Linked DNA regions of Mus musculus: region 2 is linked to region 1. The links are chromatin contacts, called in public Hi-C maps. All regions are on one chromosome and are shown on one strand. Each heading gives the region's core, a stretch centred on a gene start, on an enhancer-like site or on the middle of the called end of the contact. The rest is flanking DNA. Distances are from core to core; before and after follow the strand shown.

What was found. A called contact is a pair of places that touch in the nucleus more often than the background predicts.
Region 2: a Hi-C map of uterus shows a contact between it and region 1, with 2.9 times the contacts expected there. The contact joins the promoter of Cldn1 here to the enhancer-like site in region 1. A contact is called at or near these places in 3 of 39 promoter capture datasets (embryonic stem cells and liver), 3 of 484 Hi-C or Micro-C datasets (nephron progenitors and uterus), 1 of 115 datasets of contacts at active chromatin or transcription factors (embryonic stem cells) and 2 of 9 other capture datasets (adipose tissue and liver).

What each region holds. Positions count from the first base shown.
Region 1 is chr16:26,278,960-26,286,001 of GRCm38.p6, forward strand. It overlaps Gm41436 (a long non-coding RNA gene), which reads left to right. Exons shown (of 5, transcript XR_875990.1): 2 at 4,530-4,689. Among named protein-coding and RNA genes, the nearest start is that of Gm41436, 31 kb to the left of the region's middle. Within about 2 kb of position 2,777, at least 5 of the 459 cell types and tissues checked have an H3K27ac peak or open chromatin away from gene starts, as enhancers often do. A contact at or near this core is called in uterus, where this site is marked.
Region 2 is chr16:26,367,603-26,374,644 of GRCm38.p6, forward strand. It overlaps Cldn1 (claudin 1), which reads right to left and starts at 4,237. Exons shown (of 4, transcript NM_016674.4): 1 at 3,802-4,237. The coding sequence starts at 4,024.

The sequences.
Region 1 (7,042 bases), core at 1,527-4,026:
AGGGTGGGCTGGGATGCTCCATTCAGTTCAGAGTTGTTATAACATTTCAGGGACACAGAGAGGTCATGGACTTCTTCTTTTTTTTTTTTTTCTTTTTTTTTATTATTAGGTATTTTCCTCGTTTACATTTTCAATGCTATCCCAAAGGTCCCCCATACCCACCCCACCCCCCAATCCCCTACCCACCCACTCCCCCTTTTTGGCCCTGGTGTTCCCCTGTACTGGGGCATATAAAGTTTGCAAGTCCAATGGGCCTCTCTTTGCAGTGATGACCGACTAGGCCATCTCTAAGAGAATGCTGAATGCAGAGGTAAAGGCTTAAACAGAATGGCCTAGTCAATGATCACATTTCATAATTTCATGGTATGTTGATACTCCCAGATATGGAGTCAGCCTGGCTCTTACAGGTTTGGCTGGGGACTCAGGAGCTTTCACTTTAGCATGCTTCTCTTACTACCCAGCCTATTTTAACAATGGTCTTTACAGTCTGAAATGCAAGATAGTTTAGAAGAAAAATAAAATCCTTATTCTGGTGTGGCATATTGTCCAATGAATTTTCAAGTTCTTTTTACATCTGAGGTTCCATTTCTTTATCCCACTTGAATGATAAGGTGTTCAGGGCATATTAAGACATCGGAACATCAAAGAGGAAAGAAGGATCTACATCAATCCCATGGTTGCTGGGTTCCACATTTTCCATCATTCAGTGCTCCTCCCACAATTATTTGTCAGACAATAGAGAAGACATTTTGAAAACATTTTGAAAAAATTTTACCATTCTTCCTTTTTAAAATGTGTGTGTGAGTGTGTGTGTATGTGTCTGAGTGTGTGTGTGAGTGTGTGTATGTGTGTATGTGTGTGAGTGTGTGTGAGTGTGTGAGTATGTGTATATGTGAGTGTGTGTGAGTGTGTGTGAGTGTGTGTTTATGTGTTTATGTGTGTGAGTGTGTGTGTGTGAGTGTGTGTGAGTGTGTTTATGTGTGTATGTGTGTGAGTGTGTGTGAGTGTGTTTATGTGTGTATGTGTGTGAGTGTGTGTGTGAGTGTGTGTGTGTATGTGAGTGTGTGTGTATGTGTGTCTGTGTGTGTGTGCATTTTGTGTATATGCACTCATCTGCATGGAGGTGCTGCATACGTATGTGCTTGTGGAGGTCAGAGGTTGACTTTAGTTGTACTCCTTCATCCCTTCTCTACCTTCCTTTTTGAGACTCTGCTCATCACTGAGCCCATACTTCACTGATTCAGCTAGACTATGTTGCTACCAAGCTCTGGGAATCTTCTTGTCTCTGATGCTTCCTCCTCCCCACTAGTGCTAAGGTTGTAGATGTGTACAATACATGGGTTTTATGTGAGTGTTGGAGATTCCAGCTCAGACACTAATGATGTGTGTCATGCACTTTACTGTCTGAATCTTGGCCCAGCAAGTCACCCTTTGATTTCTGCTCTTATCCTGTGAATTTCATGACATTTAATGGTAACCATTACTTGTATTCTTGTGTTATCTTCATAGATACTATCAGGTACTGTGATAGTTGTCACTAATTTTCCCTTTGGATGTTGTGTTTTGCCAACAGAGTTTTACAGGACAGTGAAGATATCACAGAGAATCATGAGAGTGTATTGAGGGGCTGAGACAGGAGAATTAAGACCAAAATCTCCACCTGCCTTCAATAGAACAGTCAATCTTACATATTGGACTCTGTTACATTGTGAATAAGGAGTCTCCAGACAAAACACTTGAAAACCATATGTTCTTTTGAAAGCGATCGTGCTAAATTCTAGCCCATGCTTTACTGAGACTTTGCATCAGGCAGTTACACTGCATTCAACTATGACCTTCCTGGACATAAATAAAGCTAATAACATCTCTGAGACTTTCTTCCCTAATTTTCTATGATCACAGAACCAAAGACATAAAATCTTGGCAGCTAAAGAAATAGAAATTTACTGTCTCAAAGCTGTTTGCAGGGTCACTTCCTATAAGCCTATGAAAGAAAAATGTATTACAGCTGAAGGTCTCTTTCCTTTTTTTGTAGAAGTCAGCCTTCTGTTACTTTATAAATAATCTTCCTTCAACCTGTGTATTTCTCAGTATCCAAATACATAAGGACTTTGGTCCTATTGACTAGATCTAACCTATTCTACTCTGCCTTCATCCTAACTAGTTACATTTGCAACCATTCTGTTTCTAAAGGAGGTTGCTGGGGTTTCAACTTCTGCTCTTCAATTTTGGAGTAATACATTGCTAGCCTCAATATCATCTTCATAGGATGAGATGAAGATAAAATTACAGTTTAATCATTTAAAGATTGCCTAAGACCTTGTAGCTGTTCTACAGGGGTAGGTTTTGTTATTTTTGTACAGCGTAGTCTGCACCATTTTCTTTCCAAGCACTTCCTCCTATTCCTCTTTACTATAATCATTTCCAATTCTTTTTCCTCTGACTATCATGGACCTTGCCTGTCTTCTTGATGTTTCCAGATAGAGTTGTAAACTCCAGGATGAGCTTGTGTCAGCTCTAACCTACAATTTTCGTGGGAAGAAATCTAGGAATCAGCTCCAGGCAAGGTTTAAGATTCTGCTTAGTCCTACTGGTTTTTAAAAGCCAAGGTTGACCACATTGGCCCCAAACATTGCTAGAACGGAGGGAGGTCCCACCGCCTAGAACAGTGGTTGTGAATTCCTTAAAGTTTGGCCACAAAGCAAAGCTTCTGAGAGAGAGTGTCCCAGAGAGGTAATGTCAAAACTTGCTGAGAAAAGTTCATAAACATGTCTGAGCATGAGGGGGTGTTTTGAACAGCAGATGCCAGAATCCAAAGAAAGAACAGTCATGATGGAACAAAAGTTCACAAGGGCAAACAAAGGAAGGGAAAAGAAAGCTGATTTTTCTTCATTTCAATTTTGTTTTAAATGTGTCAGTCTGATGTTCCTCTAGTCTGTCTTTTCTTAGACACCTTGTGCTTGAAATGTGTTCACCTCCACCACAACCTGACTTGTCCCCCAGAGACTCTGAAATACGATTTACAAAGAGAATGAGTGACGTACTCAGTTCTACACTTACTGCCAGTAGCGTTTTTTTTTTCCCCCAAAGAGCAGCATAGATTCTAAGCTGAAATATCAAAGGAAGAATTCAAAGACTGGGGAGATGCCAATCTGATTTGTTGAGCACACCTGGTACACACCAAGTGGTCAGGCAGGACCTTATTGTTATGGGGGGAAAGGAAAGTTTATTGTTCATGAAAACAAGGTGTATCAAGGCATTGGGTTGATGCATTTTCAGGATAAAAGGCATGAATTAAGAAATACAAATCCCCTGATCCCATGCTCCAGCTTCTGTTTGAGCAATGAGGTCATTAGACTGGGGAGTCCTTTTTGCCAGCCCGTTTCAAGGATCTTGAGATCTGCACATCAGGATCTTGGAATGGGGATAGGCCTTCTGGAAAAGCAAGAGAAACATTTTTTAGATGAAGAGATTAAGTGGGTGGAGTTAAGTCTGAAGGCTAATCTCTCTGCAGGTGGTATGTGGTGTGTGTGTGTGTGTGTGTGTGTGTGTGTGTGTGTGTGTGTGTGTTGACATGGGCTTGGCTAGCTCAGCTGTTGTTTTGGAAGGCCAAATAACAGCTTTTAATTCCCCAGTGAGCCATCAGCCCAGGGTTACACCTCTACAGTGGTGGAGGTCTTGGGATCCACAGCAGACCACCCACAAAGAAAAGATATACAAACAACATCAAACCCTTCGAGCAGGTTTTGTACTTAGAAATTCCCACAGCTTTTAGAGTCAGCTACACTTTTAGTTTGCTTCTGTGGAGGGGCTTGGAACAGACCTAGACATCTTAGAAGGAGGGAAGCTAGATCAACATGAAGAACAAAACAAAAACAATTAAACAAAAACAAAAAGAAAACAAAACAAAACAAACCCCTCAATTGCAACTTTCCATCTATCTTTTTTTTTTTACACAGAGATTTTTCCTGAAGAGGAAAGCCTTTGTGTGAAGTAGACCACAGTTCTGAGTTGGCCATTAGCTCTGCCTTTGATTTTTGCAATTATCATTATTTCTTAGACCCTGTTTTCCTTACCATGAAAAAGAACACTTTCTACATAGGCCAGTCCTCACAATTAATCACCCACACACTAATTTGATAAATCAAAAAAACTATAAAGGAATGAAATATACTAACACTATTTTATAAGACTCTTGTAGAAATAGAAGATGATTCAATCCCTGTGGTCACAGTTTTGAAAACTGAGATTCAAATGCATATCCAAATTACAGATACACGCTTGAAACCAGTGTAAGGACAGAGACTGATTGGGTGTATTTCACTACATCAAGCTTTGAAGGATTATAAAGACGCATGTCCAACAAAGCAGCTACAAGGGCAGGACTCAGACTCCACGTTAGGCAAGGCAAGGCAATGCAAATTCATGATCACTCTCTGCATGGCTGATATGTGGCTGATGGAGGAAGCCAAAAGGTTCTGTGCCTATTTCCATAGGTGACACTTTTTTTTTTTTTTTGTATACTTCAGGAGAATTTTTGAAAACCTGTGATCTCTTCTCGGCATCCCTTCCATTGTGGATCAGAAATCACGATTTCCATTCTGGCAAATCTTTCCTCAGTGGGCACTCCTGAATGATTCAGCTCCATACCCTACTGAGAATATTAAAGAAGACAATCATACCCTGAAGGTAGGGACTTTGGAAGAGGGGAAGAGGCCCTATTTATAAATCTATTCAACACCTCTACAAGATGTGGAGTTTGGAGGTTTTGTCTTACTTCATTGCTGTACTGTGAATGGTCAAACAAGGGGGAAGGGAGAGTGCTTTACGGCTGAGCTACTTCTCCAAACCTAAGTTCTAAGATGTTTTTCCCCTGTCATCATTGTTCCTAACATTAAAAAAAAATATGGCGTGACAAAAATGATCTGTATTCCAGTTCTATACAAATCCTACTCCAAGCTGCTCACTCTAGAGTCTAAGTATACTCCATTGAAGCCGTAAATTTACAGATCATTAACTTTAGTTCATGCTACCCTAGGAGAATGAAACCAAGCCAAAGCTTTCCCCTACTGTCATGCCATAGTGTCATGCTTCTAACCCATGGTATTCCACTTGAAAGCTATACCAGCTGGAGACACCTATGCCTCATCTTCAGAAATTCTTGTGCTCTAGATCGGAGATATCTGGGCTGTTATTGCTATATTTGTTTTCCCCACGGTGGAGAATAAACAGCACAAACATTCGGATATTATATACTTGTTGTCCTTTAGAAATCTGAAATTTGCTGTTTCTTAACTACTCCTCCAGTTTTGGCATGGTATACATTTATGTTCATATTGCTCTGTGTGTGTGTGTGTGTGTGTGTATGTGTGTGTGTGTGTGCTGGCCTGCACACATGTGTGTGCAGATATGCATGTCAAACAAAGCCAGAGCTCAACATCAGACTTCACTCCCCCATCTTGCTTTTGGAGTCAGGGTTTCTCACTAACCTAGAGCTGTTCGATTTGGCCAAGCTGGATAGCCAATGTGTTACAGACATCTACTTGCCACTTCATTCTTATAAATGCTGTTCTCTGCACTCAGATTTTAGATGGGGGCTTGAGATCTGAACTCAGGCTCTGAGGCATGTAGGACCGACACTTTAAAAGTTGAACCACCTCCCTACTACCTTGTTTTACTATTTTAAGTCAAGATGTCCCTGTGCAGCCTAAGCTAGCTTTGAGTTTATACTCAAGTTTAGCATCCGAAGTGCTGAAGTAGTAGGCATGTGCCATCATGCCTCTTAGGAACCCGTAGTTTCATAATTTGAGGACCCGTAAATTCTTCTTCAGACAGTCACGCAAGAGTATTGAAAAGATTTGACTGTCACCGTGTTAGGAGGTGGTGAATATAACCCAGCCATCTGGGTGGCTGTTTTCATAATATAGTGACACCACCACATGGAATCAAAAGAGGAAACACAAGTGAAAGCAATTTGGAGATGGTGTAATGCTCTAGAGATAATGGAAGTCTTTGTTCTGAAAGCCCAAAGCATGGGCCAGGCATGAATGCGCCACCCACTATTAGATGGTTCTTGTTGCCGACATGAAAAAGTAAGGGCTTGACTCAAAAACAAGACAGAAGGCCCAGGTCCATCCATTTTTAAGGTTCTTTTCTGGTCAGACATTAGAAAGTTATGAGACATGACATCTAAGAATATCCTTAAGCAAACAGAGACAAAAAAATTCTCCCAAATAAACCTGGGATACTTGCTAAGACAAACATTAAGGTAAAACTGTAGTTTTGTTTGTTTGTTTGTTTTTGTTTTTTTGTTTTTGGTTTTTCGAGACAGGGTTTCTCTGTATAGCCCTGGCTGTCCGGGAACTCACTTTGTAGACCAGGCTGGCCTCGAACTCAAGAGATCCACCTGCCTCTGCCTCCCGAGTGCTGGGATTAAAGGCGTGTGCCACCATGCCCGGCTAAAACTGTATTTTTAAAGCCTGTAATTTTTTAAGCAACACCTCAGTTCAGTAAGAAACCAAAACCAAAATCATGGACCTAATGGTTTGTTAAGCAAAATTCCTGACCTTTCTGGTGACTATGAGCATTGGCTCTTGCAGAGATATCACTCCAGGTGTCATGGATCATACGGGACAGTAAATGCGAAGTCTAGAGAATCAGGAATGAAGTTCTAAAGTGAGGTCTTTCTTTCTGTATAGAACAATAGCCACACACACAAACCAATTATATTTAAAGCTCATTACAAAAGGAGCAGGATGAGGAGCAGGAGGCTGAACTGGGTGTCCCTCCCAAGAAAGTATCATTTGCATTGAGACATGCTTAGGTAACCAGACTCCACCTTCAGTGTTTGCTCCATACTTTGTACTTGTACAGCTCATTAGGTAATTGCTGCTTCCCTTTTCCCACAGGGCAGGCAACATGTCTCACTTGATCCTGTATCCTTAGTGGCACATGGTGCCATTGGGTGCCCCACTGAGCCCACCACAGAGCCGGCAGTTGGGTAAAATAGTGTAGATTAGTAAATTCCTCCTGAATCCAAATG
Region 2 (7,042 bases), core at 2,987-5,486, 90 kb after region 1:
ATTATAATATGTGCTAAAAGGTCTCGGGGACAAAATAAGTGCCCGTTGTGTGGCCACAGCAGAAATGCCCTTTCTCTTCCACAGCTAGATGAGCTTGTTCAGACTGTTAGAGAGCACCGCTGTGCCATTTCCAATGATTAAGGCGATCTCTTTAGCCGGTGTGCAAAGTTTCACGGGTGCCTTCATTGTTGCATTTCTATTTTACAGGTGCTGGAGCTGGTGGGCTAAGTGTGACTCGGTGTCTATGGGTCTGTCAGCAGTCCACGATGTCTTGGAGGATGAGGGATCACCATTACTCAGGGTATCCTGAGATGTTTTGCTATCTCTTTTAAAAAACATACTATTCATTTTTATGTTGCTTCATTATTAAATGTATATTACCGTTTCTGTGACACTATTTTTTTATTAAACTCTAACTACATCTTTTCTCCACTTCCCTTTCCTCCCCTTAAACTCTCCCACTCATTCTCTACCTCAAATAACCTTTTCTGTGACGATCATCACTGTAACCTAGAAAACCTGTATTATGCCACTTAACTTCTTTCCTTCAGTCACTGAAGTTGGCGACAACCAAAGTTGTCACAAGCCTTACCAATGACCTTTGCTGCATTCCAACAAGTAAGAATAGGGCCAAGCTCAGGTTTGCTAAATAGGCCAGTGGACCTTTGATCCATCCCTCTACTCCTCCTACTCTGCCCTACGTTACAAATTGTGAATCCCATGGAGAGCAAGTAGCTCTCCCTGGACAGGACAAACTGGGACAAGAACTCCACACGTTTTCATTTCAGACTTTGGCTCTTGTTTAACTTTTGTTCCACTCTGCACACCCATGGCGTTTCTGGATGTTGTCTATTTAGCAGCAGAAAGGAGTCTGGAGAAGCCTGAGTGGTTACCCACCTCTCCGCCTGTGCTGCACAGATACCCCGTCAGGGATTTTGCTCCCCCGCTGAGCTTGACATCATGGCAAGAGTGCTGGGAAACCTCACAACCACCAATACTCATTAAGCACACCTACACACATGTGAATTCATGCAGAGCAAGTTCAACAGGCTGGGGTAGCTTATACACAAATTACAGCAGTTCAGGGCTAGATGAGACTTAAAGAGAGTCTAGCATAACCTCCCATTTGTCTGCTGCTCGAATCTTCACAACTGCAATCCACAAAAATGCTTACATCTCTGCCTTCACACCTCCCAACACGCAGCCTCCTAGGAAAGCCCTGTCTTTGGACCGTGCTGGTTATTAAAGTGAAGCAAGAAGAAGCAATTAGCTAAGTACATGGAACAGGCAGCTGGCTTTCCACAATGCTGGGAATGGAATCAAAACCAAGAGAGATGTGTGAATTAGACAAAGAAATGTCTACCATAACTGTATTTACTCCTGTACTTTGTATGCCCAAATTTCAGCTGCAAGGATCGTCACTCTAAATGATCACAAGCAGGGGCTTGGCAATGTTCTGGGCTATTATGGGCTATAATTCACAGTGTAGCTATTGTTTTTCCAGGAAGTTATTGTTATATTTCTATAAACTGTTCGGCAAAAGCTCTGTACAGTATGGCCTCTTTATGCTATTTCCAGTGGTTCTCGTGGGACGTGATAATACTGCACTCACTGTACATATTGTGTAAAGGTCATGTGCCTTTCACAACTGATACCAGATATGACAGAAGTAGCCCTTGAGGTCTGGTTACAAAACACTGAAACTCTTCTATCTTATACTTTGGTGAAGTGGGCTCTGGGGCAAAGTTCACGAGTACAATATTAGGAAACCCATAGCTGTGCCTCTTACCTCAAAGCATCTTGTGAGAGGTAAACTTCATGAGACACACACACATACACACACAGATAAGCCTTTTCATCTCTAGGCGTCATGGTACTATACCAAAACCAGCCAGTGAATCACCAACCAGATCTCTACATCAGGTAGGCGTGAACACCATGGCTCAGGTGGAGAAACAGAGACAAGTTTTCTGGGCCTGGTCCAAAGGCACCTACTGAATCACTGCTCAGCTGGGAGAGAAGTGTGAGTCAAGGCTCACGCTTCTGGGAATTGGTTTGTGGAGAGGCTGCTGGGCTCCATCTTGAATAAACTGTAGCTTTAACCAGAACAGAAGATGGAAGCTGTTTTCCGCTAAAACAAATCAACAAACAAGCCACTTCTAAACACTCCTTGTGATGGAAGGATAGTCAATGTGTTTATCACCGTTTTAGGAAATATAATAAGTATATTTAAAAGGAATAAATTACAATCAACCATTTAATGAATTATTCTGGGTAGGAGCGATCTGAATATTTGCTGCATGGACCATCATTCTATCCAGGCATTTGGGAAACTTAGACCTGATAAAATAAAGAATTTGGATTAGAGGAATAAAATTGATAGGAAGCCCTCTCTGGACTTGCTGTAGCAGATCTCACCTGCCAGGTCTACAATATGGTTCTGAAAATGCCTGGCACCATTTTCTTTCCACTGGACTAGTTCCCAATCGTCAACAGTCTGAGTGTATCCGGGGAGGGTAATAAATAGGACATGCTTTCCAAATGTATAGATTACTTTTAATAGAGGAGTCCAGATGTGGAGACAAAACCATGCCAGCTGAGTACATTCTACAGGTTCTCACAGTGTCAAGCTGATTTGTGGCAGGTCTCATAACTGTAAAGTGAAGTGCTTTTGTTGGGAAGGAGGAAGAGCTCCACTCTCATAGGTCAGGGACAATGCCAGCACTGTTCACAGCAGCATTCCCAGGGGACTGTGGAGTAGCTTTGTTTAGGCAAAGGCTAAGGGAACTCTTCCTCCTGTGAGGTAAAGGGCAGGACAACCAATGTGATTTCTCCAGGAAGAGAACATGCCCTGTAGGAATTGAATGGCTTTCTGACAAAGCCCTGAAAAAAGTTTTAGCTAAAAGTGAAGGCGAATACATCTTATCACCCGTCTCCCCAGAATCAGTAGAGATACTCCTGTCTATGCATGCCTTTCTCACTTTACATATAGGACCAATGCATCAATACATAGAGATTCCATTGCGGAAGGAAAAACATGGGAATAGCCTTTCTTTTTCCTCACAGACTTCTTCCCACATGGTGACCTCAACCAGGCTGCCTCCTTCTGTGCCTTCGCTCTTGCTGCCATGCTGCTGAGTTTATTCAGAAGAGCTCTCTTCAGTGACCCACTCCCCAGATGCCACCAGTCCTTCTTATTCTAAACTTGTACCGCACAAGTTGACTCTCCTGCAAATCCTAGTCCATCCTTTGGGGGCGGGGGGGGGGGGATCTCAAGAGGTTCTTCAAGGTAGAAAACCAAAAGACCCAAAGAGTAAACCTTAGCTGTGCGTTGGAAATGCCATGAGACAACTCAGAAAGTTTCTTATTTGATATTTCAGAATCATCTAGTTAACGCTTGTAAACCTACCCAAAGTGTGCCGTTTTCTTGTTCAAACCCTATTAGAATGAATGTGCAGAAGAGGCCCAAGAACCTAAGTTCCACAGTGGTCTTCATTCTCCCAATCTCCACCCACCTTGATTAGAATTTGAGACAAAAAAAAAATCACACCTAAAAGGGCAGAAGGTGCCAAGTAGAGAGTTAGAGGCAAATCTAGGGCTTTAACCTAGGGCTTGGGTTCTTTCTGCTTTATCAGGACAGAGCACATGCTGAAAAGCCTTGACCAATTTCGAGGGTAGCCTCTGGGCTGAATGAAGCTACTACAGAGGACAAGGGCTCCAAGGCTGGGGAGTGGGGGTAGAGAGGGTGGGGGAGAGTCCAAGGATAGGGAGTGGGGAGTTGGAGGATGAGGGTGCACTCACTGTTCAGATTCAGCAAGGAGTCGAAGACTTTGCACTGTATCTGCCCGGTGCTTTGCGAAACGCAGGACATCCACAGTCCCTCGTAGATGGCCTGAGCGGTCACGATGTTGTCCCCAGCATAGGAGTAAATCTTCCACTGGGGCAGGGCAGTGCTGACGATGGAGCCGATCCATCCCAGAGAAGCCAGGATGAAACCCAGCAGCTGCAGCCCCGCGTTGGCCATGGCTCTTTCCGAGGCTCCCGCGGGCTCAGTGGCAGATGCAGAAAGTGGAGTTTGCAAGGTGCGCACCTGAGCTCCCGAAGGTGATGGGGTCTCTGCAAACAAGTTAGTGCCTATACCCTTGCTCTCTGTGCAGCTGCGGGGCGAGGCTCCTGGCTTCTGGTCCGGGTAGGCGGTGGTGGAGTCTGGAAGTGAGAAGTGGCAGAGTTCTCTGAGACGCTGAACCGCCCGGCGCTGTGATTTAAAGCAGCTCCGCCCCTCCCGGCATGCAGCGCCCCCTGGTGGTTTCGTGGCCGAATCCCCACAAAGGTCCTCGCAGGCCAGCTCCGTGGTGGATGATGATGCCCCGTGGGCTACCTGGGGACCATCTGAAGAGAATCAGGCATCCCTAACCTCTTCCCTTCGTGTCTCTCCTAGCACTTGATAGGCATTTTCTTCATTTCACTCCGTAATTAACTAATAATAAAAGTTACCTCATCTGTGTAAATGCAAAAACAACACATAAAGATGGAAAAACTGGGGGGAACTAGAAACCTATTTTCATTTTTTAGTATATTCCCAGTATTTTATTCAGGAAATGTGTCTAACTCGATATTTCTATATTCCCTTCACCCTTGGGCACCTCTTGTCTGATAGTTCCTTCTCTTTTAGGGGCCCTCTGCTCCCTTCTGTTCCTTAAGGTCATTCCATTAGATTTCTCCCATTTCTCCCATGGGTCTCAGAGATGTTGAAACTTTATAGATTAGAGAAGAGCTAACCGGAGAGTGCCTCAGGGCAGGTTTCTAGTACACTCTTAGATCTGTGTGCTTTCCACTGCATATATATATATATTGTCTTTTGGGTTTTTATTTTCCTTTTGAAAATGCAGTCCACTATCTGACACACCCAATGCATGCATGCACGGGCACAAACACACAGACACACATATACACACATACACATACACATACACATACACATACACATACACATACACTTTTTCCTTAAAGCAATTTGCTTAGCATAGTAACTCCTTATCTGAGATGCCTGACCAGCAAAGACTTATCAGATGGAATTCAGCAAGTTCCTCCACATTCTCTTCCAGGAGAAAGAGAGACACTTGGATGCATCCTAGTAGAACTTAGTCTCTGGCTTTGGAGCTGGCAGTAATCTCCCCAGGCTTTGACCTAGGCTGCCTCTTGCTGTCCTCTCTGGGTCTGTACAGCTTCCTTGCTTGTTGCTACACAGAAGCCCACATTGTGGTTGAGAATAATTAAAATGTTTTCTCAGCTGTTATTTTGTCTGTGGTGTGAGTACGGTGGAAAGAGAGGCTTCTATGGATTTAGTAAAAACAGGAGAATTGAGGGCAGAAATAAACACATGAGTGAAAACAAGGGATGCTTCCATGCATGCTAAGGAAAGTACAAGCTTGCCACAAGAAAGTTATGTGAAAAACAAAATAGAACGACAAACAAAGCCTTACTGCCCTCACTCCCATGCTCACTGTTCTCAGACCAGCTTTGTCAATGCTTAAGGATAAAGACTCAGATCTGCTGTAGTCAGGGACTTAGGGAGTAGTGATGACAACAGAACTCAGACAGGAGATAGCAAGATTTGAACAAGTATTCATTGTCCTGCTCCTGCTCCCAGCTGTTTTCCAAACATAAAAGATCTCTAAATAAGATCTGTAGGTAGGCCAGGCCCTGGCTGACTTGTGCCCTCACGCCCTCAGCCTGCAGGCAGTACTACTCTGTGAGTTCAGAGGAATATTCCCCTGGTATCTAGTGTCTGTTCAGGCAGATGAAATGTCAATCATGCTTAGAACACAGAATTCCCTCAAGACGTGCACTATGTGAGATCATATGATCGTATCCATTTCTGCTGCAGTTTTTCAGCGCCCCTTTCAAAAAATAAGATTTGAATTCATCTATGTAGTTGTGCCTGAGGACCCATTTCTACGAAGCCGCAGTTGGCAGGGGATTAGAGGCATGGCTTCTGATTTGTTTTGTTTTGTTTTGAATCCAGATCTGTGCAAGGCTGACTATTTTGCTTCCCACAACTGTGTTTGGGCGGCTGCGGTGAGCTTTCCCACTCTGCTGCTCTGTGCTCACCTCGACATCCTAATCCCGTCTAGTTTTCTGTCCCTAGCCTCAGAGGAGCAACAGATGAGATAATAGTTCAGTCTAAATCCATTAATTTGAGAAGAAAAACAACCCACAAACATCAGCTTTTCATATCTAAAGCATAAGTAATAAAGGCAATAACATGAGCCAGAAGGTTCTAGAAAAGGCTGCCAGTGGTGCGGTCAAAGTCCTAGTGCAGTCTAAGAAAGTAAATCTGCCATGTGACTGCATGTAGATTCTTCCCTTTTTCTGCCTCAGTTTTGCAATCAATAAAAGTAGGGATTGACTTCTCAGTCATCACCTGCCTACAGAGGACACTTGTGAGCAGTACAACCTTGTCAGGGGCTAAGCTCAGTCTCTTCAGTGTTCCCATATTTCTATGTGAGGGAATAAGGTAAGAGGTCACTTTGCTTACCTAAGGGTCACATTTGGTAACATACAGTGTTGACACCCCCCATGGCAACTCTGCTCTAGAGTCCTGGTCTTGAACCTGACCTCTATAATATTTCTCTAGAAGCCCCAAGCACACTGAGCACGGGTAGATTTTTTTTCTCTACCTCCTATTTTGTTTGTCTTGGTCCAGGCAGTGAGAGATATACTGCATCATGATAGTCCCTTCCTAGTCTCTGTTGCTCCCCAACGGAGGCTCTTTCTGGAATGTCATGAGTCTCAGCTTGGAGAATTGGTGGTGGTGCTGGTGGGGGAGCGGTGTATAAGCTAACATCAAAGAGTCCTATGGCTACTGCACATACTTACATGATTGATGCTTGGACTCAGTGAGCCTGAGGACCAGCAGAAAACACACATACAGACACACACACACACACACAGAGACACATACCACACACAGACACATATACCACATACACATAGACACACACATAGACAGACAGACAGACAAACACACATACAGACACAC